2 separate regions of the Pan troglodytes genome follow, and region 2 is linked to region 1. The links are chromatin contacts, called in public HiChIP or PLAC-seq maps. All regions are on one chromosome and are shown on one strand. Each heading gives the region's core, a stretch centred on a gene start, on an enhancer-like site or on the middle of the called end of the contact. The rest is flanking DNA. Distances are from core to core; before and after follow the strand shown. Region 1 holds the start of PPM1K (protein phosphatase, Mg2+/Mn2+ dependent 1K). Region 2 holds the start of PIGY (phosphatidylinositol glycan anchor biosynthesis class Y).

Region 1 (2,700 bases), core at 157-2,656:
TTCATCGTCATTGTAATCTGTCACTTTAGTCGCTCATTCTGAAACCGAAGGACAGCCTCATTCCTCCGCCCTGACGGAAAGAACCGATGAGGCCTTGCTGCACGTTAACAGTGGGAGGCTCAGAAAAGCCCGTGGAGCTTTTGAGACTGCAAATTCCCTGGCTATTTCCACCTGGAGCCTCTGTCACATCCGGTGAATTCTCTCATGTACAGAAAGCGGCTGCTGAAAAAGACATCACCAGCTACAATGCCTTGAGTACTACAGCGCTCCCTGCGCAAAGTAAAACCCAAGTCTTCGGATCAAAACCAGCCGGGGCTGTGCATCCTTCTCGATGCCGGACCTCCTGAAATGCTCACCTGGGTACAGCTCAGGATCCTGGCCTCGGCTCGCTGGCCCTGACAGGCGGGTGGCCAGGGTGACACACGGTGGGAAGAACACACGCCCGCCTGCCTGCGAAGCCTCGCAAATAGCTGGGCTCCCTCGGCACCTTCTGCCGCCAGGCCTCCGCCTCCCAACCTCCCTCTGGGCGTACCGAGCCCGTTGTCGCCACGTTTCCCTCGCCCGGGAGGCAACGCGGCACCCACCCCGCAGCATCCTCGCTTCCGGGGCCTCGGGCAAGGGTCTCCAGTCCACCCACCCTGCCCGCCTCGCGCCGCGCCGGCCCTCCAGCCTGCGGCCACATTCAAGGCCGAGCGCAGTCTGGGCTGGAAACCCGCCGCCCGGGGCGCAGGCAGCCCAGCTGGGCCCCGCCCCACCCCGACGAGCTGCTCACGACCTCCAAAGGGAAGAAAGCGGCGCTCTGAGAACTCCGAGAGGCCGCCGGCCAAGCGCCGACTCGGGGGGCGGGGGAACGGAAACCGACGTCTCCCCTTCGCCCTCCCGGGAAACCCTTCTCCGTTTACTCTCCATTCCGCGACCGCCAATAAAGAACAGCATACATGGTTAGCAGAAATAAATGAATTGCACTCTCTAGGCTCTTACCTCTGGATGGCTACGTCCCTGAAAAATGTTTTCATTAGCTAACGGAGGACGGGGGAGGAGCTTTCTTGGTCGGTAAATAAGAGTGCCTTCTCCGTCGTCTCGGATCTCCGAAGCAAGCAGTCAAAGCGGCCACTGCCTTGCCTGCTGGAAATTCTCGAAAATTTTTCTCCCGCAGTTGACCAGATGGAGAGGGAGAAGTCTGTTCCCGCTGACTGACAGCAGATCCGGCCAGTCGGCACTCGGCGAGACGGCTGGCCGGCCGCCCGGGCCCTCGATCGCAGCCAGTCACAGATGCCGATGGGAACGAGCCTCCCCGCGGCTGCTATTTGACTTCGCAGGCTTCCAGCTGCGCGGCGGAGCGACGTCACCCTGTGCCAGTGGTGGCTCGCGGCGGCGCCCCGCCCTCCCGAGGTTAGCGCCCCAGCCAAAGAGGGGGCGCGCTTGCGCGGTGGGTGGGGCCGCGAGACTTGGTACCTAGCCAGCGGGCGGAGCGCGGAGGGGGTTTCGCTTCGGGCTAAGGGACTGTGGTTGTGACAGCCAGGAAACCGAGAACGGAATGCCAATACTGCTTAGGCTTAGAATTTGAAAGGCATCTGATTTCACTGCCATGTCTTTGAAAAGCAGTGCACAGTGCAGTCTTCTTCGTGGCTGAACAGGTATCTTGTGATCTTTCGGGAATGTCTATTCATTCATTAAACAAGTATTTCTGTGTTTATTGAAGGACGTCTTGTATGCTATACATTTGCTAGGCACTGGGGATACGCCCCTAACACAGCTAGACACGATAGCTGCCCTCATAGAATTTTCAGTCTAACAAAGAAGAGGGAGAAAACCAACAAGTAAGCAAGCACATACAATAGTAATTAATCATGTCAAGGAAAGAAATAGACATGGTGTGGACACTGGAGGATAACTTCAGATACGATTGTTATATGAGAACCTTATAAGATGGCATTTAAACCATCAGTCATTCAGCCATGGAACCAATAAAATGATGAATTATTTTGGGCAGAGGGGACAGCAGACAAAGGTCTCTCGGTGGGACAGCCTGGCGTTTTGGAAGAACAGAAAGAAAGCCAAAGTGTCTCCAGCATATTGAGGGAGGGAAAGAACAGCATGATGTGAGAGAGATGAGGCAGACAGGGGCTTGGAGTTGGCATTACATTTTAAATTTAATGGGCTTCTATTGAGGCATTCGAAAAAAAGAAGTGAAAGGGTCTGGGTTTAGACTTTACATCACTTTGGTTAGTGTGCAAAGAACAGTTAAAATAAGCTATTGGGAAACTGATTAGGAGATGATGACAGATGAAATTTAAGGTGGAAGATGACTTTGATTAAACTATGACAATATCACTGAAGGGAGAGAAGAGCAGAGAGATTAGAGATTTTAAAGATAAATAATTAACTTGATTTGGCATTTTAGTTATTCTAGGCCAGGGACAACTGTTTTGAATCCAGTGCATTTAATAACCAGGTTAGAGAGTGACTCTCATATTGACGGCTCACAAATTATAGTAATAACCTTGAGTAATATTATGTTGAGTTGATGTCTTTTCATAGACTTCCTGGATTTTTTTTTTTCTTTTTTCTTTCTTTTTTTTTCTTTTTTCTTTTTTCTTTTTTTTTTTTTTTTGAGACAGGGTTTTACTCCTGCCCAGGCTGGAGTGCAGTGGCGCTATCTGAGCTCACTGAAACCTCTGCTTCCCAGGCTCAAGTGAT
Region 2 (2,700 bases), core at 37-2,536, 240 kb after region 1:
AGTCTGCAGTGAGCTAGTTATAAACGTAAATCAAATGATAATTTCAAGGTTCGAGAAAATTGAATAATATGTTTATTACGGGAAAAAGAAATACGAAAAATTGCTAGCAATCTACCATTCAAAGATAACCACTGATAACATTTTGGTGTTTATGCGATTTGTAATACTAGCGTTAGTGTTGTCAATATTCAATTTTGGTAGCTTGGAAACTGTAGAGCTGTCTTCCCAAAAACTAGTTAAAGAGGCTTCTACGAAACCTGCTAGGCCACAACTAAGAGCCACTGGGCAGCAAACACAGCTGAATTGCTTAAGATTGTCAGGCACCAGTTGTACAAGACACTTTCACAAGAATCTGGAGGGTACAACAATACTTTTCATTATCTTGGCTTAAAAACCGGAAGGCTTTGGACTTGTCCTGAATCGCAGTGGTTCATAAACCTGGTGGTACGTTAGAAATCATTTAGGGACCGTTTAAGAACACAAATAAGCTGGGCGTGGGGGCGGCGCCTGTCTCTCGACTCCTGAGGAAGCTGAGGCGGGAGTTCTAGGCCAGTCTGGGCAACGTAGGGGGCACCCGGTCTCTTAAAAGGAAAAAAAAAAAAAGAAAGAAAGAAAATACAAATGTTCAGGTCCCATTCCGCGAGCATTCCAAGTCTGCCCGTCTTGGGGGCTGTCGGGGAATCGGCATTTTTAAAACGGTCCCCGGGTGATTGCAATGCGCAGCCGGTGGCGAACCCTAAAACGCTTCGAGCCATTCCCGCAGGCTGGCGATGTGTTCTGGGAGAGGTGGGACGCAGCTCCCCTGGCCTCCGGTCTCCCCCGTCCTGCCCGCTGTGCGCCCGGCGAGGACAGAGTCCAGAATATGGCAGCGGAGAGTACCTGACCGACCTACAAGGCCCCAGTGGCTGCAAGAGGCCGCGGTCCACCGCTCCCTTTCCGTCCACCGGGAGGCTGCAAAGGAAGGGCCAAGGCCAGCGAGTTACCTGAGCGGCTTCTTGGAGAGCGGGCACACCAGGAACTCCAGCAGCGCCGGATCGAAGGCGCGGGACGGCTCCTCAGTCTTTTTGCCCCGGTCGGCCAAAGGCCGCGACCCCGACGCGTGCAGGCACCTACGGGCGACCGCGGACGGCGGCGCGCGCGTCCCCCGCAGCGCTGAGGCGAGCCTGCAGCGTGCTCCACTCAGCATGGTCTGGCAGCCGGAGACCAGGCCTCACCGCAGCCTCGCCACCCGTGGCCGAGCTCCCGGCTTCCCGTTCGTCCAGGCCAGCCGGGCAGGCCCCGCCCCCTGGTGCTCCAGGAAACGCTGCCGAGGAGTAGGCGGGGCGGGCGCTTTGGTTCAGAGGGTGCTTCTGCTCCGACTGCTTTTCCCACGGGCGTCATCTATAGTTCGGAGGACAGCCCCAGGGCAGGGGCCTCTGGTGAGTGCCCCGCCGCCTTACCAGACTACAAACTAAACCAGTGTTTAAGTCAAGGTGTCTGGGTTTTCACCGGGGCCTGTCGCAAGGATGCTAGGAAGCCAGTGGCCAGGCCTCAGAGTTGTAGGGAGTTAGGCTTGGACCTACGTGGTTACCTCCAAGTGAAGTTTCAAACACACTGTTATGTATTGTATTGAATGTATTGTCATGGATGTATTGAAAGCGCTCATTTGTTTCATGTACATCTTTACTATACCATTAGTTTCTGTAACCTTGTTTGGCTTTTTTCTCTCTCATTAAAAAAAGTGAGAACCTGGAAGGAATGGCCTAGGCCTCTGACCCTCCAAAATATATAAATTCTTCCTGCCTGAGACCCAGTCACTGTGAAGTATTTGCGTAATAAAGCACAGCTAATTTACTTCTATAAATGAGCTTGGAGGCCTCAAGGGGCCTAAATAACTGTGTAACAGGCAGATGTGATCTGCCTGTTAAAGATCCATTCAATGAGTGGGTGATCCATTCAGTGAATTTGTATCCCAGGTTTGCTTCCCACTCTCCAAGAAAGTGACCATGTTAGATCTCTTTCTTACAGTGTAGTAGATGGGAACTTGGGCTCTGGGGCCTGACAGCTTGGTTCCCTGTCCACAATCAGTAGCTGGATGACTTTGGCAAATGACTTAACTGCTCATTTTCCTTATCTGTATAAGACTAATAATTGTACCTACCTTGTAGGTAGGGCATAAATGTGATTGTGCATTCGAAGAACATTTAGAAAAGTGCCTGGCACAAATTAATGCTCCATTAATGTTGTCTATTTTTATTTTTATTTCATCTAGTTTTTCCATGTCCGAAGACTCAAAGATTCTCATTAGTCATCCATTTTTTCCCTCCGTTCTGCTGAATATCAACCTGAACTTTTTTTTGCATCACTGGGCATTATCATTTCACACTTTGAGTTCCTGGAGCTGGAAGTACAGAATCCAAAAATATGTTTATATTTTCAAATTTCTCTTCCACTCCAATGTAAAAATAAACTGACAAATGTTTATATGTTCATCCTAATTTTTTGTTTGTTTTTTGGGCCATCCTGTTTTTTTTTAAAAAAAAACAGTTTATTTTTTGATGTTCTTTGTTCACTAATGCTCAGAAGATTTTCTAAGGTTAATGTAGCTTATAGGATACCAAAAAGGAAACACTTCTACTGGATAGATATTTAAGAGGTAATGAAAGTCTCTGGTTGCCTCACCTTCCTTCCCTCACAAAGCAATCTTTCACAGTCATAACT

The links. HiChIP or PLAC-seq counts read pairs in DNA pulled down with a chosen protein or histone mark.
Region 2: an H3K4me3 HiChIP or PLAC-seq map of stem cell-derived excitatory neurons shows a contact between it and region 1, with 2.9 times the contacts expected there. The contact joins the promoter of PIGY here to the promoter of PPM1K in region 1. A contact is called at or near these places in 1 of 7 Hi-C or Micro-C datasets (stem cell-derived neural progenitor cells) and 1 of 1 datasets of contacts at active chromatin or transcription factors (stem cell-derived excitatory neurons).

The regions. Positions count from the first base shown.
Region 1 is chr3:89,654,422-89,657,121 of NHGRI_mPanTro3-v2.0_pri, forward strand. It overlaps PPM1K (protein phosphatase, Mg2+/Mn2+ dependent 1K), which reads right to left and starts at 1,407. Exons shown (of 7, transcript XM_063809667.1): 1 at 982-1,407. LOC134809893 (a long non-coding RNA gene) reads left to right here and starts at 1,355. Exons shown (of 4, transcript XR_010156627.1): 1 at 1,355-1,637.
Region 2 is chr3:89,893,988-89,896,687 of NHGRI_mPanTro3-v2.0_pri, forward strand. PIGY (phosphatidylinositol glycan anchor biosynthesis class Y) reads right to left here and starts at 1,287. Exons shown (of 2, transcript NM_001270955.3): 1 at 984-1,287. PYURF (PIGY upstream open reading frame) reads right to left here and starts at 1,287. Exons shown (of 2, transcript NM_001270957.3): 1 at 984-1,287. The coding sequence starts at 1,186.